4 separate regions of the Mus musculus genome follow, and regions 1, 2 and 4 are each linked to region 3. The links are chromatin contacts, called in public Hi-C and HiChIP or PLAC-seq maps. All regions are on one chromosome and are shown on one strand. Each heading gives the region's core, a stretch centred on a gene start, on an enhancer-like site or on the middle of the called end of the contact. The rest is flanking DNA. Distances are from core to core; before and after follow the strand shown.

Evidence for each region. HiChIP or PLAC-seq counts read pairs in DNA pulled down with a chosen protein or histone mark. A called contact is a pair of places that touch in the nucleus more often than the background predicts.
Region 1: a CTCF HiChIP or PLAC-seq map of pro-B cells shows a contact between it and region 3, with 7 times the contacts expected there. The contact joins two enhancer-like sites. A contact is called at or near these places in 2 of 15 datasets of contacts at CTCF or cohesin (CD8 T cells and pro-B cells), 1 of 484 Hi-C or Micro-C datasets (pro-B cells), 6 of 115 datasets of contacts at active chromatin or transcription factors (CD8 T cells, acute myeloid leukemia, double positive thymocytes and 3 more) and 1 of 9 other capture datasets (embryonic stem cells).
Region 2: a contact with region 3 is called in a Hi-C map of the 63-12 cell line, with 2.9 times the contacts expected there. The contact joins the promoter of Fut8 here to the enhancer-like site in region 3. A contact is called at or near these places in 17 of 39 promoter capture datasets (the 3T3-L1 cell line, 3T3-L1-derived adipocytes, the C10 cell line and 11 more), 3 of 15 datasets of contacts at CTCF or cohesin (embryonic stem cells, large pre-B cells and pro-B cells), 52 of 484 Hi-C or Micro-C datasets (the 63-12 cell line, the AtT-20 cell line, B cells and 31 more), 37 of 115 datasets of contacts at active chromatin or transcription factors (the 230-238 cell line, CD8 T cells, DN3 thymocytes and 23 more) and 2 of 9 other capture datasets (adipose tissue and liver).
Region 4: an H3K27ac HiChIP or PLAC-seq map of the HPC-7 cell line shows a contact between it and region 3, with 6 times the contacts expected there. The contact joins two enhancer-like sites. A contact is called at or near these places in 3 of 484 Hi-C or Micro-C datasets (the G1E-ER4 cell line, pro-B cells and uterus), 12 of 115 datasets of contacts at active chromatin or transcription factors (CD8 T cells, the HPC-7 cell line, T-cell acute lymphoblastic leukemia and 7 more) and 1 of 9 other capture datasets (embryonic stem cells).

The regions. Positions count from the first base shown.
Region 1 is chr12:77,177,037-77,179,736 of GRCm38.p6, forward strand. All of the region lies in intron 1 of Gm40446 (a long non-coding RNA gene), which reads right to left. Among named protein-coding and RNA genes, the nearest start is that of Gm40446, 13 kb to the right of the region's middle. Within about 2 kb of position 1,410, at least 90 of the 459 cell types and tissues checked have an H3K27ac peak or open chromatin away from gene starts, as enhancers often do. A contact at or near this core is called in CD8 T cells, acute myeloid leukemia, double positive thymocytes and 2 more, where this site is marked.
Region 2 is chr12:77,236,822-77,239,521 of GRCm38.p6, forward strand. Fut8 (fucosyltransferase 8) reads left to right here and starts at 1,283. Exons shown (of 12, transcript NM_016893.5): 1 at 1,283-1,378. It overlaps 9530018F02Rik (a long non-coding RNA gene), which reads right to left and starts at 2,405. Exons shown (of 1, transcript XR_003950200.1): 1 at 1-2,405.
Region 3 is chr12:77,038,116-77,040,815 of GRCm38.p6, forward strand. It overlaps Gm35189 (a long non-coding RNA gene), which reads right to left. Exons shown (of 5, transcript XR_872836.1): 5 at 479-1,911. Among named protein-coding and RNA genes, the nearest start is that of Gm35189, 16 kb to the right of the region's middle. Within about 2 kb of position 1,381, at least 124 of the 459 cell types and tissues checked have an H3K27ac peak or open chromatin away from gene starts, as enhancers often do. A contact at or near this core is called in the 230-238 cell line, the 63-12 cell line, the AtT-20 cell line and 22 more, where this site is marked.
Region 4 is chr12:77,195,976-77,198,794 of GRCm38.p6, forward strand. No RefSeq gene overlaps it. Among named protein-coding and RNA genes, the nearest start is that of Gm40446, 5.7 kb to the left of the region's middle. Within about 2 kb of position 1,341, at least 82 of the 459 cell types and tissues checked have an H3K27ac peak or open chromatin away from gene starts, as enhancers often do. A contact at or near this core is called in CD8 T cells, the HPC-7 cell line, memory CD8 T cells and 1 more, where this site is marked.

The sequences.
Region 1 (2,700 bases), core at 160-2,659, 140 kb after region 3:
TGGCTGCTGCCTGTAGCTCTGGGTTCTGTATCCTTGTTCTACAGAGACTGACAAGATCCGGTCACTAACAACCACCAAGACACAGACAGATCTGTGCTGCAAACCACGTAGCTATTTATTCTAGCCAGACTTGTATAAGACAAGGCAAATGAAAGCCCTTTGGCCTAAATAGCTGTTTCTCAAGATGCTCTGACACAGGGAGGCCTCCGTCTGTCAGTACAGTATTTACTTAAACACCTTACCTGTCCACTTCTAACTCTGCCCCGCAAGTCTCAAGGGGACAGGAAAAAAAAACAAAAACAAAAACAAAAACAAAAACAAAAATAAGTTTCAAACCAATCCATCTGCTTTCCATTTCCTGCAGAATGCTAAAAGAAGTCTTTCTAAGGCTGCTTAAAATATGTCCTGTCCTCTGGCCCGCCCCTTCAGAGAGCTCACTGTGTCCTCAGACCACCTCAGCCACTTCCTCCCACACCTGGGGCTGTCTCTTTGCGCATGCTCTCTTTGAACAATGCTCACAGTTATTTCAGGCACTGGCCTTAGGTTTTCCGAATTCAAAGGCACCTTTTTCCTCTTCTGTTCAGAGCACTTCCTCTGTCTCCTCCTTTGCCCCTTTCTTTCTTTCTTTCTTTCTTTCTTTCTTTCTTTCTTTCTTTCTTTCTTTCTTTCTTTCTTTCTCTTTTTCTTTTTTTTTTTTTTTTTTTTTTTTTGCAAATGACCACTATCAACATTGGAGAGTGCCTGGTTCACTGGAGTCTGGGAAATGACCTTGGCAGGATGTAGAGCAGTGCAAGGGCCAAGACCTTCCTGGGGCTCAGCTGCCACTCTTTGGACCTTCCCCCTGTTTTCAAGGCTGGAGCAGGGTAGAATGGCGCCTGTATTTAGTAAGCCAGTGTTTCCTTTCTAACTTTGAGCAGTGACTCCAGAGCCTAGCTACCCTTGACTTGGCTCCTTTCCGCGTAGCATCTGTTAAGTAGTGACCTTTGCTACCAATTAACCAGAGCAAGGCTTTATTCCGTTGCAGAGAACCACCAGATTGTAAACAAAATTGGGGGGTGGTGTGGTGTTGGGGAGGATCAGTTTTGAGTGACACTCAGGACTATGAAAATCCTCAGCCTCTTTTCTGTGCTGGGAACTGCAGCACTTCCTCTTGCTCAAGGATTTAAATTGATCTTTTGTCTGGGACAGATTACCAGACCCCACACTTGCCCTTAAATGTGCCATCTAGTCCTGTAGTTCAGGGTCCTGCCAAGAACAGGTTAGGCAAGCCGACAGCAGCTGCTACAGCCCTAACGCTAACGCCCTAACGCTTTTCTCTAAATGTCAACAAGGAGAACTCCAGAGAGCTGCCTTTCTGCGCGGCCCCCAGCGTGCAGTAAGCCTCAGCTGTGGCATTTAGAAGGGCTACCTCCAGAGACCGGATGTGTGCACACTCAGAGAGAGCAGCGAGGACCTCGCCACATGAACCAGGAGGATGGATGGCGGTGGTTAGAGGAATATGCAATTATTTAACAGAGACCTGGTAAGCACACATTGAGTGTTACTGAGGCTGGAGAGAGGGAACATCAAGGGGACAACGGCAGGGGAAGAGACCCTTTCCTGTGAGGTCCAGATTGTCTTTCCTGATGGCAGAGCGAAGAAACTTCAACACCAAAATCGCCTGTAGAGATAGCATGTGCTTTCCAGACCATCTTAAACAAGAAGGTTAAGAACAATAAACTTTAATCCCAGCACTCAGGAGGCAGAGGCAGGCGGATTTCTGAGTTTGAGGCCAGCCTGGTCTACAGAGTGAGTTCCAGGACAGCCAGGACTATACAGAGAAACCCTGTCTTAAAAAACAAACAAACAAACAAAAATAACAACAACAAAAAAACCCAAAAACAAAAACAAAAACAAAAAAACCCAATGAACTGTGCTTCCTTGGGCCCTGAACACTTAGCACTCCTTTCTAACCCCCTCACTCTAAGCAATGTCTCTCCTAAAAGCACTTTACATTTTTATTTACAAAAGGAGTTTTTTTTTTTTTTTTTTTTTTTTTTTTTTTTTAAGATAGGAGAAACAAGTAAACAAGTTTTGCTTAGTCTTTAATCCTCAATGTAAACTACACTGTCAGAGCCGGGTGGGGATGTTCGCTGAATGTGATAGAACACCTTTCTGCTCCCTATGATACTATACGGCGTGGGGGCGGTCAAGGGTCACCAAAGCCACCTGGAGCCACTGGTTTCTCAGATTCTTGTCTGGTCCCCAAGAAAACAAGAAGTGAGAAGATCAAATGTAGATTCATTAAGGAAAAGTGAGAGCAATTCCAGGAAAGGGAGTAGGACCAGGAGTACCAACATGCTGCCTGCTGGCCTGTCCCAGGGCTTGTGGTGGCCTGTCCCGGGGCTTATGGCCACTATTTGATAGGGACCGAGATAATCTATTGAGATTGGCCATCTTTGAATGCATGACAGCTGATCCAGCAAGTGGCCTACAGACTTCCCTGCTCAAGTGAAGTGACCATGTGTCACTTGCTCAGTCAGGGGAGTGGTCACGGTCCGTGTTCACTTTCATCCTCTTTCTCCCAACTTGTTTGACTTGTTTTATAAGCTCTTGATCCAGTCACTTCCCTTTCTTGGTCTCAGGCTATATGACTAGTTTATAGTCTCGCTCTCTACCTTACTGCCTACCTGTCTCTAGATGACTAAGAAAAAGCCACCG
Region 2 (2,700 bases), core at 33-2,532, 200 kb after region 3:
GAGCAGCGTACTGTGACACTGAGCAGAGACCTGAACTGCTGAAGAACTACTTTCTCACTGTATTTCAGAGTCATCAGTTTGGCGCTTTCTTATATACTATGCTGTTCTATAAAGATGTACTAAGTTCTTCACAAATATTTCTAGTGGCTTTTTCTTAAATAGAAAGTAGGTGGGATGCTTTGATTCCTATAGTTTTAATATTTCCTAGGAGATAATTAAAGCCAGATTAAAGGAGCAGAGAGTTCGAGGCACACATAAAACTTTGAATGTAGAGATCTTCAAGTACTGCAAATGGTAGCGTGTGTTAATTAACTAGAAATGGTTCCTCTTTTTCCCTTGAATACATTCAAGCCATACATCCTTGTTAAAGTGCTTTTTAAATGCTGTGCTGAAGCCTCAAAGTAAACATTTTACCTCTGACTCCTAAAAATGTTCCAGGCTGTGGGTGTAGCCCAGGAGAAAACACACCCTTAGCATGCACATACTCACACAAAAGGAAAAATAATTCAGGGTTTTGACTGTTGAAATTTTAGCCCTTAATCCATCTAAGTACAGTATAAGCCTAAATTTTGCTTATTTGCAACAGAGAACTGAGAGTCTCACGGAAGTTATCTACGCATTTAATAAATGACTACAGATTTGTTGAATGATGACACCCAAGCTTTTTGGCTAGATCATAATTCTGACTTCACCAGAGTTTTGTGTGACCTTCAATAAGCCACGGTGTTTTCTCAGAGAGCTTTATTTCGAAGAGACATTAACCCAGTCACAGGTCCGGAAAAGCTTCTCAGGGTGCGGAGCTCCTGAAGGCACAGGCATTTTTTTTTTTTTCCTTTTTAAAAAGCACTGTCCTTTGCATTTTAGAAACACAGTTCCTGATATAGAATAAACATTGGGAATTTATGAGAGTTATTAGGTAGGTTGCATTCTTGGCAGGCTACGACCTCTTTAATGTCTTTTCTGTGTTTTTTTGATTACTAGCATATAAAAGGGTGGCCCTGTTTACTCAGAGATACGTTTCCAAAGTATTTACTAGTATTTATCTGTGCTGGGAGGAATAATTGTCTTGAGGGCAGCTTTTCTACTCAGTCACCCGGCTGAGTCCTCAGGCTTGGGATCTGGTCCCCAGGCTACAGGGAAGAGTTCGGCACGGGAAGCTCATCTTCCGGCCCTCTGATTGGCCAGTTCGCACTCCACTCACTGGTTTTCCCGCTCTGATTGGCCCCGGCAGCACCCCTTCGGCCCGCGACTACTTTGTGTGCCCTGGCTGCGCGGCTGGGTCCTCCCGCCCAGCTCGCCCTCCCGGACGGTCTGTCGGAGGTAGCCCTTCGGCACTCGGCTCAGCATCGCGGGCGTCAGGATCCCCGAGTGCGAGCGGGTAGGAAGCATCCTAGGGAAAAGCCTCTCCTCTCCTGTACTCAATAAACTTCCGCCTCCGAAGGGCTGAGGCAGCAGCGGCTGCGAACGGCCGGGCTTCGAACTCGGGCTCTGCGGGGTTCTTTCTCTTCAGATGAAGACAGAGCCCGCAGGGTAGCCGGACCGCCCGGAGCCGAGGTGGCACTGTGTGCTGGTGCCTCAGCGGATGAGCAGCAGAGAGTACCCCGAAACTAGTACAGAGCCCTATTGAGCCCCAGCGGGGTGCGCCTCTGGGTGGTGGGCCAGGCCGGCCAGGGCGTGGGGAGCGCTGCTCCCCTCAGCCTCCGACCCTCAGGCGGCCTTCGCCTGTAGAGACCAAAGCCGGAGCCCGCGCGCGGCCGCTGTCCGGCTGGAACTCGGGTCCCGCCGTGGCCCGGTGGATGCTGCAGCTCCGCTGTCCACCCGCACAGAGAGGAAGGGGACGGGGCGGAGCCTGTGCACATGCCAGGGTCGCTGGAGGAGGCCGCGGCCGGCGCATGCGCGCCCTCCCCCAGCAGGCTGGGACGCCGAGGGGCGCGCGCCCCTCTCCGCGCGCGCACGCTCGCTCGCTCGCTCCCTCGCTCGCGCCGGCCGGCGGCTTCCCCGCCTGCGCTCCCGGTCGGAGCCACTCCGGCGCGTGCGCGCGTGGTCTCGGGCCGACCCGAGTGGCCGGGTTCTCTGGGCTCCAGGCCCCCGCCGCCCCCTCCCCGGCTCCCAGCCAACCCGTCCCTCCCTTTCCTCACGGAATGGGGCCGGCGCTGCTCGGGGTCGCGCGTCCTGGACCCGGCTCGCGCTCGGTCTCGCGCTGTCAGCCGCTGCCTGGCTCGCGCCGCCTTGCGCTTTCCCTCAGTCAGTGGCGCCGAAGGCTCCGTTAAGCGGCGGCCGCGGTTCCTGTTTCCGTTTCTTCCTCTCCCTTCAGTCGGGAGTAGCATCCTCCACCCCAGCACCCCTCCCACTCTCCCGCCGCGGCCAGCTGCAGCTGGAGGCAGCGGCGGCGGCGACGGGGGACGGCGCCGACCGCCTCGCTCCCGCCTCGGGTAAGGGGGCGTTAGGGAGCCGGGCCCCGCGCGCCGCGGACTCCAGGACGGGGCGGGCGCGGGCTCTGTGGAGCCTGGGCTCGGGGCGCTCCTTCGTCCTCCCGCCGATACCGGGCCTGTTGCTGCAACTGCTGCAGCCGTTGCTCAGCCAGCGGCCCCGGGAAAAGTGGGGAGGGAGCCTCCGGGACACCCCGGCGTAGCCTTGGCCCCTTGGGTGAGGGGCGCCGCGGCGTCGGGCATCCCAGGACCTATGGGATGGGGGCGGGGT
Region 3 (2,700 bases), core at 131-2,630:
TGGTTGGGGTGGGTGCTGTGACCCAGTGTGAGGATTCTTCCTCTTAGGTGATCCGGGGGAGGGAGGCATGTCTGTTTTAGTGATTTGGTTTTGATCTGCCCATGTGTCCACATGTTCCTAATTTGGTTTGACGAGTGTGTGCAAGTGAGTTTTCCGTCTGTGCCATGGTCTGCGCTGGGCAGGTGGTGATTGTTCACTTGTGTAAATGAGATGTTGAATCCTTCTGTCTCAGCACTCGCATGTGGAATGTAGCACACTGGAATCACTCGGGCAAGGAGCTACAGTTTTATGCGATATGGAGTACGTTAGATCAGAGAAGGACTAATCTCTGCAGTCTCTTTGGATAGGTGTCCCCAACAAGTTCAACTCTGAAATGGGAGTTTAATAAACAACAACAACAACAACAACAACAACAACAAGATCCATTACTGTTACATACCATTTTAATTACTGTAATAAAATACCAGAGGCAGGCTACTTTATAATGAAAAGAGGTTAAATTTGATTTGTGAGTCGGAGAGGGCAAGGCCAAAGTGTTATATCTGGTAATTATATATTTCTTTTCTTTTCTTTTTTTTTTAGAAACAGGTTCTTAAGTAGCCTAGGCTAGCCTTGAAATTGCTTTGAATCCCTGACCCTCCTGCTTCTACCCTCAGGTGGAGAGATGTCTGAAATTACAGGCATTCGTCACTATATCTGGCCATGGTGATGACCTTGCTGACAGTTGTGAGGCGTCACATAACATTGCATGGGAAGAGACAGAAAGTGCACGTGTGTGTGTGTGTGTGTGTGTGTGTGTAGCTGAGGCTGGCCTGGAACTCCTTGTGCAGACCAGGCAAAAGCCTTCAGCAACGTTCCTGCCTCTGCTGGGCTTACAGGCATGTGCCACCACACCTTGCTTCTCCTCCTTTTATTCTTATTTTTAATTAAAAATTTTTTTATTTGATTTATTTCTGTGTGGGCATGCATATGCTGAGGTGTTTGTATGGCGGCCAGAAGACAATTTGCTGGAGTTGTTTTTCTGCTTCTACCATATTGGTCCCTGGATGAAACTCAAGTTGTCAGGCTTGGCCGCAAGCCTTTACCTGCTGAACCATCTCACGGGCCCATCTTCTATCTACAAAGCCGCCAGGATTCACTTATTCACCCTTCCAAAGCCCTTCCTGTAAATTCCACAGTTGGATTAAATGTCTACCCTCCTAATATGTCACAGTGCTTCACTTCAGGATGAGTTCAGGGATAAACCATAGTGAAATCCCAGCACTCCTTAGGCGCATCAACCTCGCATATGTGAGGTGGGGGTGGTTACCAAGCAGCAGCCCTTGCCCTGCAACCAGCATGCTCCCCAGCGGGACAAAGCAGCGCAGCTTCATGGCTGTGGCGCCCCTAGAGCTAGGAAGAGGAAGTGCATCCAGCGTGGGGGTAGAGCGGGCCTATTAGCCTTCCTACTGCAGTGCATTGTGGGTCTTCTTTGAGAGGATTCTTTCCAACCTTCACCCTGAAAAGAAGGAGGTGAAGGCTACCAAACATTCCAGCTGGGTTTGGCCAGCTGCTGTTATGATATGAAAGAATCTACGTCAATGAATCGAGGGAATAAAGTAGCAGAGGGCAGGGCTGCTTGCCAGACTGCCGAATGGGTTTTCACGAAGGGATCTGCACCGCGGTTTCTGTTTGCACTGCTGCTCTCTTGGCATCCTGTGCAGCTTGGCGTCAGCAGGAGGAGTTCTCAAAGGTTTGGCCTGCAAGTGCACCTCTTCTGCGCTGCTGGCTTGGGTGGCGCCTGGAGGAAGTTTGCCTGGGCCCCGATACTCTCCTGGCTCTTCCTTGCAGAGAGAGATATTTCAAGGCCTGTGTAGCTTTTTCTTCCTTCACCTCCACACACTGCTCAGGCAAGAAGCTGGGTGGGAGAAACTGAGACAGAGAAAGAAAGTGTGAAGCGTTGGGCCACTCATGTGGAACCAGGAAGGTGACTGACTCACTAGAGGATGTGGGGTGGCAGTGTGTGCACTGCCTGTGAACTCCCAGCGCCAGCTGGGCCTCACCCCAGTTTGGAGACTGGTTCCAATTTCACTCATTTTCACTTAATTTTAGTGCCGTCTTCTCTGGTGGTTAAACCCATTGCCCAGAGAATGGTTGGTTCAGACTTCTTTTGACTGGAGGATGAAGACGATGGATCTAGGGGTGTGGCTCATTGACACAGTATTGGCCTAGCCTGTGGGAGATCCAGGGTTTGCATCCCAGAACCACACAACACAACGCATCACGCCTGCCCACTCTAAAGGCTGAACTATTGTGCTCTTCCCTTCTAAACGAAAAGAAGAGTGAATTTAGTAGTCAGAATGCCTGCTTTAGAACATTGTGACCTGGGGGACATGACACTGGACATGGAGGCTGGTGCCCTGTGTCCCATATTGTTATTGACATTTATAACCTTAATTCTCATACTCTAAAATGCACCATTAATTCAATGAAACATGGCCACAGCATGTCTTCACTGACACACCCATGTGGGATCATTAAACTGAACACCTACAGTGTATCTTAAACCCCAAATTATAGTTCTTTTAAAAAGAGAACAGAATTGGACCGGAGAAATGGCTCAGTGCTTAGAACTTGCTGCTCTTCTAGAGGTCCTGGGGTTCAGTGCCCAGCACCCGTGTTGGACAACTTACAACTGCATGTAACTCTAGTTCCAGAGGG
Region 4 (2,819 bases), core at 91-2,590, 160 kb after region 3:
TTTGTAAGATTCCACGGAATCTTTAATATTGTATTTTGATGATGATAATGTTCATGTGAGAGTTTACTGAATGAAAACCTTTTAGGAGTTTTACAGGAATTACACCAGAGACAAACGCTCAGACACAGTTTATACACAAATGATAGTATTTATTCCAGCTGGCTGGTATTACACTCAGGTATTCAGGACCCAAATGTAGCTCTGAGTATTTAGGGCAAAAGGTTTCTTAAAGGTAAAAACTACATCCTGTTGTCTCACTCTGTGCCTGTTGGGAGAGGTTTTGGGCAAGCAAGCAGTTTAGCAGTAGTTGAGTTAAGCTGGTAGCTGGGAGGGGATGTCTGCACAAGCACGCAATTCAACAGAAGATAAGTTAGCTGCACCATCTTGACCTCAGATCTCTAGAATAGAATTGGGTAATTTCCCACAGACTTCTTTATTAAGGAGCTCAAACTCTACTTAAACCTGAAATGACCCAGTAAAAATCCAAAATGGAAGAACCTCTGCACTGTCTTGCCCCATCACAGGAGACCTTGCAGCACAATGATTTAAGGTTCCGACTCTACTTCTGAGGAGTCTGTGAGATTCAACCACAATATCTGTTCTCTTGATCTCTGTTAGAGCTGTTCAGACTCCTGATTCTCTCAATCATCTCAGAAAAGAGCCAGCATGTAAAAAAGGGAGGTAACACTGTGTCTGGCTTCATAGGAGCCCAAAAACTTTTTTTTTTTTTTTTTTTTGGTTTTTTTTTTTTGGACAGGGTCTCATGCTGTAGTCCAAGCTATTCTTGAACTTAAGGTGATCTCCTGTCTGAGTACTGGGATTACAGTATGTACCACTATACCCAGTCATCTCACAAGCACTTTAGATATGAGTGATTACAGAGCAGCCATCCTTGACAAAGCTTATCTCTCTCATTTCTGAAATAAAGGGCAGAACCTTCAGGGAGGCCTCTCCTCTTAGTTTCTTTGTCAGTATTTTTCAGAAAGTAAGTTATCTGTCCAAGGCAACCTGAAACTGCAATAGAAATTATTCTCTGGGCTAGAGATGCCAAGATTGCCAGAAATTTAATGCAGCACAGCACAGCACAGCGCAGCACAGCACAGCACAGCACAGCACAGCACAGCACAGCACAGCACAGCACAGCACAGCACAGCACTTACTACCCTGCCTATACCTAGACCTCTTGCTTTGGCTGGTCTGCTGGTGACCTGTGAAGCTCTGGACAGGGCAGGGCAGGGCAGGCTTCAGAACTCAGCATGGCTCCCTGGCAGAGGCCAGCGAGTTGCTTGCCAACAGGAAGCCCTGGCTAGCAGGTCTTGAGGAAAGGGAGAGAAGAACTCTGTAACCACAGGAGCCAGGAAATGCTCATTATAGACTCTGTAAAGGGACCCCCGGTGTTTTCTGGGCTAACACAGAGAAGGACTATTTACTTCTCAGCGATGGCTTTCAGAATTGGAGAGCTCAAGCTGAAGCCAGGAACTGGGAACTGGGAACCACCGATCCAGATCATCACGTGATGGAAACACACCTGCGGAGATAAAGAACAGTGTGGCTCCCTAAGCAAGCATTCTTGTGGACGCTGCATTACCAACCAGGCTGGGACAATTTGTCTTTTGCCAACTAAAGACAAATAAATGCAGGTGGGCAGAGCAGGGCAGCTCCTCCAGCAGCCTTGTGATCTGAGAATCATTTGAACCCTACCCCACATGAGTGTTGCCTAGATAAGAGGTACGAGTTCATACTCCATCACCAAGGAGCAAGAAAAATACATGGCTTTAGTTTTCTAAATCAAGTGAAAATCAGGTTGTGGGCCCCACCTGGATCTGACTTGTGTGAGGGGTCACTGGTAAGACTGTGTTAGAATGCAAGAGCTTTGTCTAGTGGTGGAGAAAAGGGTGAGGACTTGAACTACTCAACAAAATCACCAGGATTAAAGTTGTTTCTTTGTTATGTGGCCTAGCTGGAAAACTCAATGTTTATCTTCCCAGTGCCTACTTTGCCTGCACTTTGCCTGCCAAATCCACTGTGAGGAGCCTTGTCTAGTTTGTTTGTTTGTTTGTTTTACCCAAGGTCATGTGTAGTTAGAGACTGTCCTTGAGGCTTTAGCCATGAGCTGAATGCTAAGTTTGGGGTGGGGGATGGACGGTAGAGGAGTTCTGCAGGAGCTTTAAACCCTTCCTGCAGACTTCACAGCAGCATTTCCCACTGTTACTGCTAGCTAATGCTTTCTCATTTTCAAATACAGGGCCATGTAACCATCTTACAGAGTTCTTTCCTGTTGGCCTTTCAACCAGCCTGCTGCCCTCAGACCCTGCAGAGAAGCACATTAGAGACCTGACTGCCAGGCACCAATGGCTTCCCTAGAGCCATGCACAGAAGAGGCGCAAGCCTCCGAGAGGGCATGGCTTTGAATGACCCTCTAGGCTTGTCGAATCTAGAAAGCCAAGGTCCTCTCCTCTGCTCCCCACCTCCAGTCTAACTCCTTTTTGGAGTTTGGACTTTGTCTTTTGACTCCAATAAAAATGAGGAACTAAGACCCTGAACACAAAGTCTTGGGTGACTAAGGAACTAAGGGGCATTGAAGGGGAACAGATAGACACGTTTCTTAAATCTGAAAGGGAAAGAAGCCTCATGTGATTATTACTCTGTTACTAGAGAATCACCCCTTTAGATGAGACATAGCTGGGATCCTGTATTAGATGCCCCATTGGGAGAGGGGCAGGTAGGGGTGGCGCCCTATTCACCTGATACTTCATAATGTGGCAGGAAGGGAAAGAGGGTGCTTAGCTTGCTCATACTCACTTCGACCCATTGGTCTA